Linked DNA regions of Mus musculus: region 1 is linked to region 2. The links are chromatin contacts, called in public HiChIP or PLAC-seq maps. All regions are on one chromosome and are shown on one strand. Each heading gives the region's core, a stretch centred on a gene start, on an enhancer-like site or on the middle of the called end of the contact. The rest is flanking DNA. Distances are from core to core; before and after follow the strand shown. Region 1 overlaps Myo10 (myosin X). Region 2 has its middle 65 kb from the start of Myo10.

What was found. HiChIP or PLAC-seq counts read pairs in DNA pulled down with a chosen protein or histone mark.
Region 1: an H3K27ac HiChIP or PLAC-seq map of extraembryonic endoderm stem cells shows a contact between it and region 2. The contact joins two enhancer-like sites. A contact is called at or near these places in 1 of 15 datasets of contacts at CTCF or cohesin (the NIH/3T3 cell line), 1 of 484 Hi-C or Micro-C datasets (extraembryonic endoderm stem cells) and 2 of 115 datasets of contacts at active chromatin or transcription factors (embryonic stem cells and extraembryonic endoderm stem cells).

The regions. Positions count from the first base shown.
Region 1 is chr15:25,732,981-25,738,208 of GRCm38.p6, forward strand. Myo10 (myosin X) reads left to right here. Exons shown (of 41, transcript NM_019472.2): 11 at 1,008-1,126; 12 at 2,966-3,112; 13 at 3,421-3,521; 14 at 3,615-3,681; 15 at 4,470-4,562; 16 at 4,977-5,045. Among named protein-coding and RNA genes, the nearest start is that of Retreg1, 110 kb to the right of the region's middle. Within about 2 kb of position 3,676, at least 5 of the 459 cell types and tissues checked have an H3K27ac peak or open chromatin away from gene starts, as enhancers often do. A contact at or near this core is called in extraembryonic endoderm stem cells, where this site is marked.
Region 2 is chr15:25,555,117-25,559,833 of GRCm38.p6, forward strand. No RefSeq gene overlaps it. Among named protein-coding and RNA genes, the nearest start is that of Myo10, 65 kb to the right of the region's middle. Within about 2 kb of position 1,300, at least 14 of the 459 cell types and tissues checked have an H3K27ac peak or open chromatin away from gene starts, as enhancers often do. A contact at or near this core is called in extraembryonic endoderm stem cells, where this site is marked.

The sequences.
Region 1 (5,228 bases), core at 2,426-4,925, 180 kb after region 2:
GTGCAGTCACCTCTCTCTGTCTTTCTCTCTGTCTCCTGTGTGTGTGTGTGTGTGTGTGTGTGTGTGTGTGTTTCTCTCTGTGTCTCTGTCTCTCTGAACAGAACCTTTGCATATGTGGTAATGTTTGTTCATATTTACTGCATTAAGAGCTATGCAGTGAGTTTAGGTATGGTAGTACAGGTCTGATGCCAGCACACGGGTAATGGTGCATTGCCAGTGATCCTAGGCTACAGAGCAAAGCTACTGCCAAGCCAGGCAACCAAGCATAAGACCGTCTCTTAGCAACAAAAAAACCCCCAAGAAACAGAGAGGAAATGTGGCTCAGCCAATAAAGCGCTTGCTCTGGATTGTATTGTAGATGTATCCATTGATTGAATTTGGGTACCACGCGATCGGTTGTTCCCAAAATTTTGACCATCTGTGGTTTTCTGTAATAAAGCAGAAGGACTCAGTGCCTGGGCAAGGTGGTGCCTGTGACCTTGAGATGCTGGAGAGCTCTGTGACTGTTTTCACGGTGGCCCTCAGGTGGCTTTGCTCCTACCCTTCCCTGACCAGAGCAAAAGCTCCTAAGAGGGCATCACAGAACATCACAGAGCATCTTACCAAACTGAATTTAAAAGCTGATATAAGCCATTAGGAGTACTTGCTGCTCTTGCAGAGGACCCAGATTGGAGTCCTCGAACCCACAGGAGGAGGATCACAACCCCTCAGCCTCTGCAGGCACCTGCACTCAGAGGTAACATACAGACAGGCAAGTGCACATACAAACACACACTTAAAAATCTGTAAGCTTCTGACAGAGACTGAGAATCTCACTGTCTTTTACGATATAGGACATTAAAGAAAGTTGCTACAGGCAGAAACCATTACTGCCTGAGATGTGTCCATCATGTCTGCCTCCACTTTCTGTGTGGCTGTGTGTGGTTAGATTTGATGCCAGCTGAGGTCCAGCATCCGGTGTGTTTGAGGAACTGTGAGTTCACCGGTGCCTCCTCCTTCACTTTCAGCTTTGGGTAGGTCTGCGGACTTGCTTGGGCTGGACCCAACGCAGCTCACAGATGCACTGACCCAGAGATCCATGATCCTCAGGGGAGAAGAGATCCTGACGCCTCTCAGTGTCCAGCAGGTATGACCCTCCTGCCCTCAGTGCCATTGAAACTTGCCTCAAAGACAGCCTGGGGCTTGCCATGACTTTACTGTGCACATGTGATCCCAGTGAGGCATCCACATGACTGGCTCATGGGCCAAATAGAAAAGAAACCCAAGTTTGGGAGATAGGGGAAGTTGTTCTGTAAGTGACAGGGGAGCAAAGCTCTGATGTGCTCGGGTCTGACACAGGCCGGCTGAGACTGTGCGCTGATCCTTCCACATAAGGCTGTCAGTTCTTGGGAAATGTGTTCACTGTGCCTCGTTCCCTCTTCCGTAAGCCAAGGATGGTTATATCTAATTCACAGGATTCTCATGAGGATAAAAAATAATAATAATAAGCCAAATACTTGCTATAAGTACTTAGCGTCTGCTGCAGAGTCAGCACTCAGTTAAAGTGAGCTGTGAAAGTTATCCTCACTATACTTGAGCACCGCAAAGCACTGTTACTGTTCTTTGCCTCTGCTAAACCTTGATGAGCCCCCCTAATCTTCCTTCTTGGTTGTCCTTACAATTATCTTCTTGTGTGTGCCTGGCACTCCCGGGTGGAAGGCAGAGGATACACTGTGGGAGTTGATCTTCTCCACGTGCTTTCTGGGGATTGACACCAGGATTGTCGGGCTGGGTGTTCAGACAGCTGTCCCCACGGAGCCGTATCGCCTGCCCTTTCTGATTTAACTATCTCCTTTTTTTCTTTTTGAGATAGCTTCTCACTATGTAGTCCTGGCTGACCTGGCATGCTTTATGTAGACCAGGAAGGCCTTGAATGCTTGCCTCTACCTCCCTTATATTGAGATGTAAAGACATATTCCAACACACCTGGCCTAATCTTTCTTTAAAAAAAAAAGATTTATTTATTTATTTTATGTATATGAGTATACTGTAACTATATAGATGGTTGTGAGACATCATATAGTTGCTGGGAATTGAACTCAGGACCTCTGCTTGCTCCAGCCCAAAGATTTATTTATTATACGTAAGTACACTGTAGCTGTCCTCAGATGCACCAGAAGAGGGCGTCAGATCTCATTACGGATGGTTGTGAGCCACTATGTGGTTGTTGGGATTTGAACTCAGGACCATGGGAAGAACAGTCAGTGCTCTTAACCGCTGAACCATCTGTCCAGCACCTAATCTGTTACCCCATAAGGAAAAGAACCTTTATGAGTAAAAAAATTAAGAAAATAATTTTAAAACTAGGTTTTAATATTTTAAACCTAATTTTTTGTTTGTTTTGTTTTTCGAGACAGGGTTTCTCTGTGTAGCCCTGGCTGTCCTGGAACTCACTTTGTAGACCAGGCTGGCCTCGAACTCAGAAATCCGCCTGTCTCTGCCTCTCGAGTGCTGGGATTAGAGGCATGAGCCACCACGCCCAGTTTAAACCTAATTTTAATTTAAACCTAAATAATATATGATATATATATATATATACACACACACACACACATATACATATATACATACATATATATACATTCAATGTCAACTATGCAAATAGGCATATATGTACATATATATATGTGTGTGTGTGTGTGTGTGTGTGTGTATAGACACATACATAATACACACACACACACACACACACACACACATCCATTATATAGATCTGGAGCCCCTTCTATTACTGGACATGTGAAGTTGAGTTTGGACGGCAGGTCTTTATGAATGGATCTGTCAAGGCAGTATGTAGGTCTGACCTTTCTTTTATTTCCCTGGAAGACATTGATTCACTTAGCCATGGGAACCAAATCTTTCCCACAGTGGGGCGGGATGGGCCGGTTGGTTATGCCTTCCGCCATGGCCTTCTCTCCCCTTCCAGGCCGTAGATAGCAGAGACTCATTGGCCATGGCACTTTATGCTCGCTGCTTTGAGTGGGTGATCAAGAAGATCAACAGCCGGATCAAAGGCAAAGACGACTTCAAATCCATCGGCATCCTTGACATCTTCGGATTTGAAAACTTCGAGGTATGCACGGGCGCAGAGAGCGGGACAAGCAGGCAGGCGCCTTCTGTTCAGAAGCCACTCTTCCCCACGTTTCTTTGTTGTTGTTGTCTTGTTGTTGTTGTTGTTGTTGTTTTTGTTTTCGAGACAGGGTTTCTCTGTATAGTCGTGGCTGTCCTGGAACTCACTTTGTAGACCAGACTGGTCCACCCGTTCTTAGAGCAGCCATGGATGGCTTTCCCAGAACATTTCTCTTCTCTCCTGGCCCTTTGTCCTTTTTCTACACACTATTAGGGGTCCTGAAGAACTTACTCCCTGTATCTCACCCTTAGGTTAACCACTTTGAGCAGTTCAATATCAACTATGCAAATGAAAAGCTTCAGGAATACTTCAACAAACACATTTTTTCCTTAGAACAACTAGAATATAGCAGGTAAGCACACAAGAGTCCACTCCAAAAGACAATTGTTTTTTAAAAATCAGTAAGCAAATCTTGATTTCATGTGGCCTTCTCTTCTTCCCGCAGGGAGGGATTGGTGTGGGAAGATATTGACTGGATAGACAATGGAGAATGTCTAGACCTGATCGAGAAGGTAATGGGTAACTGGAGAATGAATGCTCGCAGTCCCCAGGGAGTCCAGCTGGGCGGGTTCATGTTTATGGGAACAAAATAACTTGTGCAAACATGCACATCAAAGATGAGAATGTGGAGAACACAATGGGCCATTTGGAAACGTGAACGCCAATGCACCATGAGGTTGAATGTAACCACTTGGCTGCTTCCAGCCTATTGTTTCATTGAGCTCAGTATTTTAGAATCTGTGTGTGTGTGTGTGTGTGTGTGTGTGTGTGTGTGTGTGTGTGTGTGTGTGTGTGAAGTAGCCTCTGTGAGGTCCTAAGTGCCAGCAAAGCCTTGTAGACTGGTCGACTGGCCGGTTGTAAAAGTTTAACCATAACGTTTCAATGGCTTCCATTTTTGAAAAGTCCTATATAGAAGTTCATTGCTAGCCGGGAGTGGTAGCATACGCCTTTAATCCCAGCACTCGAGAGACAGAGGCAGAAGCAGGCGGCTTTCTGAATTTGAGGGCAGCCTGGTCTACAAAGTGAGTTCCAGGACAGTCAGGGCTATACAGAGAAACCCTGTCTCGAAAACAAACAAACAAATAAACAAACAAAAATGAAGTTCATTGCTTTTCTCTGTGCTGTACCATTCTGAATCTTTTAAGCCCCCAAAACGGCAGTGAAGTTTCTCTTTTAAGTATTGACTTGCTAGGAGACGGAATTGGTTGGCTAGGAGGTAGAATGGGTTGGCGCTCTGAAGTGGTTTAAAAGACAAGGCATTCCACACTTAATTCATTCAACCGTTTTCTCTTCCCTGTAGAAACTTGGCCTCCTCGCCTTGATCAATGAAGAGAGCCATTTTCCTCAAGCCACAGACAGCACTTTGTTGGAGAAGCTACACAGTCAGCATGCTGTAAGTCAAACCCCGCCGGCCCTTGGGTTTTGTCTAAGCAGCAGATGAGAGCATTAAGATGACGAGCCCTCTTCTATGCCTCCCACATGAATGTTCTCTGTCTCTTAAGCTGGAGTTGCCCTCTCCCTTCCTTACTAGACCTATACTGAAAAAAGTTCGCTTTTGGGGCACCTGCACAGAGTATACCCAAGTTTATTTATTTCATAAGTGGGGAACCGAACTGTTCAACCTATTGTCATGAAAGAGTTGAGAGCAATGGTTTGGAGGCCATCCCTTGCCAGATGCCAAAACTCGGATGATATTCGCCTAGCTTTCCAGTGATTGCCTTGTGTTAAATGTGGATTTTTCTAGAAGTCAAAAGGGAATCAAGGAGTAAAACAAAGCTTTTATGTTTTTGTTTTTTTTTAACATTAGAATAACCACTTTTATGTGAAACCCCGCGTTGCAGTCAACAATTTTGGCGTGAAGCATTATGCAGGAGAGGTAATATCTTCTTCAGATGTTATTGAGGGCTGGGGCTTAGTTGCCAGTGTACTTACTAGAAATACAAAAACACCTTTGCTTGATACCAAATACCACATACACCAGGCATGGTGATGTATACCTGTAACTCCAGGGTAGCGGAAGCAGGAAGATCAGAAGGTAAAGGTTATAGAAATGACAAAT
Region 2 (4,717 bases), core at 50-2,549:
TCTGACGTCCCAAAGGGAAACCTGGCCTGCGGATCTCGGACCTCGGTCCTGGACTTTGCCCTACCCTCCCTGAGCCAGGGTATTGGTTTTGCCCGGAACCACCAGAGGAGATGCAGAACACAGGGCCACACTGTGGAACTTTGTGAATTCAGGAACACTACTGGGATGGTGCTGAAAAAGATTAAGACGATGATGACGATGATGACGACAATGATGATGATGTTGGCTTGTGTTAAATGTAGCAGGTCGAGGGAAAGACTTAGTGGTATTGTTTTATCTGCACAGGCACGAGGACCTGAGTTATTATCCCAGCACTCATGAAGATCTGAGTTTGATTTCCATCCCTGTGCCAAGAATCTCATAACTGCCTGTAATTGCAGTTCCAAAGTGTCTGATACCATTTTCTGATCTCTGTGGGGACTTACACACATGTTACATACACACTTACAGGCACAAAGACACATAGACACAAATAAAAATAAAACATTTTAAAAAGTCTGTGTAAGAGAAAAATTGTGATAATGCCATGTTAGCTGGCTTGGATTCACTTAATGTGATGATTTCCAGATCCATTCACCTGTCGCAAACAACATAATAGTGTCCCTTGGTGACCAAATATGCATGTGAATACATAAATAAGCATACATGTCTGTCTGTATGTATGTATATTAATTTTTTTCCTCTCTTTTTCCCTCCCTTTCTCCCCTATCTTCTTGCTCTACCCTCTGTAGCAACTCAGACAAAAGCCTATTTAGTTTGATTCTTTAGCTTCTACCAACAGACTTGTCCAGATAGCAAAAGGCCATTCAAGTTCCCTTCTGCCCTGGTCAGTCCCCTGTGACGTGGGTATAAGTCATTCAATCCATGGGTCAAAAGTGAAGATATCTAATCTCATGGCTCACAGGAGGAGGAACCCAGGGTGGGGAGGAGGTAGGAATGTGGGACCATCCTTGCTGACACTGTGTTGACCTCCCCCACCCCCAGCCCCGCCAGGAGGTGGGATCACAAGCCTATTGTATTACTTCAAAGGAGAGAGCTGGAATGAGGATGTTGATCTACCAGCAAAGAAAGCCAAGACCCCTCCTCACCCTGTGATCTTTCCTCTCCTACCTCAAATTTTTAAAAAAGGTTTGTCTGTAAACTCTCTCCATTCCCAAGCAAGGACTGATAACAAAGATGAGGCAATTCATTGGTCTACACGGAAGCATTCAGAGGAGAAAGGTGTACACAGCTGTACACGGATTCTTCTCGTCCCTGAGGCCATAAGAGAGACACCTTTTAAGGAAGTTAGCTTGTCCTTTCGTTATAGAAAGTCTCTGTGGTTTCAAAATAGCTTAGCAATCTTTATAGAGCATGGTCTATCCTTGTGGGATAGATGAGACCATTTTTAATTTCCATTTCGCAAACATAGAAACTGAGGTACAAAGTGGTCCAACTGCTTGGGCTGTCTGAGTACAATGCCAATCCAAGCTATCTGGACTCTCAGCTCAGGACCAGGGCACTCGCAATAGGCCCTCACACTTCAGAGGAATTTTTTAAGTGTCACCCTGCCCCCCCCCCGCCCCCGTACTTCATCTTTTCCAGGAGGATGGCATCTTGTCCCTCCACCAATGGTTTCCAGAAGTCTTCGTGACTCAGAACAGAATAAACATTTGTGGAATGAATAAACAAGAATCCTGGGGTAGCCTCTCTGGACAGAATTAACTGCTTCCCCATCCAGTTCCTTTCCCTGCTTGGGTTAAGACTGCTTCTCTTCAGGTAAGAAGAAGAGGAAGGGCTTGGGTGTGTCCTCAGAGTGTAAGCTGAGGTACGCTCTTCCGTGCTGCTTTAGGGTCCTGTCAGAAAGCTCCAGGGCTTCTAAGCAAACCCCAGTGAACAATGGAGATTTCTCCCAGTAAGCGTTGGAGATTTTATTCCTTCATTCTGCTGCTTCTTATTTATTTTCTGTATACATAACCCCTTCCAGGATCTCATGGTGGGCAAGGGGCAGGGTGCTTTAGGTGTTCTATTTGTCAATCAACATATCATCACTTAAGGCACTTTAAATATTGCCCTTGGGACACCCCAAACACAATTCTTTTCAGTAAGTTTGGTTTATTATTATTATCATTATTATTATTGCTGTTTTTTGTTTGGTTGGTTGGCTGGGTTTTGGTTTTGGTTTTGGTTTTGGTTTTGGTTTTGGTTTTGGTTTTGGTTTTTTAAGACAGGGTGACTCATGTAGCACTGTCCTGGAACTCACTCTGAAGAACAGGCTGGCCTCAAACTCACAGATCTGTCTGCCTCTGCCTCCCTAATGCTGGGAATAAAGTCATGTGCCACCACTCCCAGCTCAGATTAGCATATGCATACATACATACATACATATACATATACATGTACATATATGTGTGTATACAAGTACTCATGATACTATCCCTCACTACCCTTACCAATTAACCTTTCCTACAATATTTACCTCCATTTGAAACATTGTATCTTTTTCCATTTTACTTTCTATAAGATCTTCCTCCCCCACTGCTCTAGTGCCTGTCCCACAAGGACAAGGAAGAGAACAGGCTTTGTCCTGTTATCGATTACTCCATATCGTACAGAAAAGCAGCTGTGCTGTGTCCTGCCCAGAGTGACTCCATTATATAAAGTAACATTCGCTCGGTTCTATTCTGAGTGCATGTGCCAAGTGATAATATAAGTAAACATCTCCATCCGCCTAGCTCGTGCTGTGACACAGGCCGATGAATAACTTATTTATGCAAAGCAAAAATCACCATTTATGAACTTACAGATTAAATTGCACACCCCGGACACATGGGCATGATAAAATTATATCAAAGAAACTAGATTCTTTGTGTTAATTGTCTGTGGCAAGGGACCCAACGGAAACACCTGAGAAAAGGGAAGACTTCTACCAGCTCACTGCTTCAGAGGACCCCAGCTCCTCATGTGGGAAGACTTAGGGTCAGAAGCAGATAAGTCCATGATGCTAGGAGCATGTGGTGGTTTACTTCATGGCTGACCAGGAACCTGAAAGCTGAGGCTAGAGCTAGAAATGGATGTGACCTTCAAAGGCTCAGCCCTACATCATAAAGACTACACAGACTCCCAAACAGTACCACCAGCTCCGGAGCCAGTATTCAAACATATGGGCTTGGGTGGGATGCGGGGGGGGGGGGGGGGCAGCATTTTGCTTCCAAACAAAGCAGATCAACAAATGATAAAAATCCCTTCATACAAAAGGAAGGAACACAAAACACTAGGACAAAGTGACGTCATCAGGTCCTAGGGTTGACAGGCGTCCAACTCCAGACTCTGTCCCCAGGGCTTTGGCTCACAATGATTCTCCCAGCTGAAAATGGTCAAACACAACTGTGTCTAATCTGAACCGTTGGGCCTTGAGCTAGCTGGGTGCTTTGAAGCACCTCCAGGCTTTAAACCTGCGCTGTTCCTCACCCGACTGCTTCGGCAATCCTTTGCCAGGCCAAGTTGTGCTCATGGTCTTAATTCTTACTTAAGCCTCTGTAGTTGACTCTTGGAAACTTTTATCAGCTCTCTGTCTCTGTCTTCAGGAAAGCCCCTTTGAACCTTATTGCTGCTTTAACCCTGTTTTAGCTTTTCTGCTACTTAGCTGTCGATGTGTGATGTATAACAGGTTATGAGTTCATAATCAGAGTTGCATCCGTGATGGAATTAAATCGACTGTCATTGGACAGTGGTCATGAGTGCCAGGTGAAAGAAGAATTGGGCAACTTAAAGCCAGCAAATGATACAGCTTGAAGTTGTTGTCGTTTGATAAATTCAGCCATTATAGAGAGACACACATGTCCATCTACATCATTGATAGTCACAGACTATATGGGAAGCCTTAAAGCAGTATGTTTTACCACTGCCATTCCACAAAGCACACTCTCTGCTTAGCATGTGTGTAAGTGTATACAATTTACCTCATTGAATTATTTGAGTTCTGTTTTAGTTTTCTTCGGTGTTGCTGTGATTAAACATTGACCCAAAGCAACTTGGAAGAGGAAAGGATTACTGGGCTTCCAGGGATGTGAAGGTAGGAACCTAACCGCAGGAACCATAGAGAGATGCTGCGTGTCGGCTGGCTTCCTCTGGCTTGCTCAGCCTGCTTTCTCATACAGGTCAGGTCCACCGTCCTGGGATGGCACTTCTTACGTGAGCTGGGGAAATGCTCCACAGACATGCCCGCGAGCCAATCTGACGGAGGCAGTTTCTCATTTAGATTTGCCTCTTCCCAGGTCTGTCTAGATTGGTGCTAACTTGATAAAAGCTAACCAGCACAGGTTATAAAGCCGTGAGTTTTATTGGTTTGTTTTTTTTTAATAATAAGAAATATTTGGTTCTCCTACGTGAAAAGAATGTTAAACGTGCGTGTACACTAACAGTTTGTTGACAACTAATGGCTTCTGGGAAATAGATATTGTGTCAGTTAATAATTTTTGGCCCATTGCTCAGAAGAGATCCCCTAACCTGAGAAAGACCCCATCCTCAGCTAGACACAACCACTTTAATCAAACAAGAGACATCCCTAATTTGAAATGGGGGGTGGGGGGGGGGAACTAAATGAGAATGCGCTATTATCCAGAAAAAGTAATTTTACAATTTCCCAGGAAAACATCAAACAGTATATCCTCACATGGAAACACATCCTTCCTAAGCCACAATAGACCCAGGGAACCCAACATCTGCTGCCCTATGC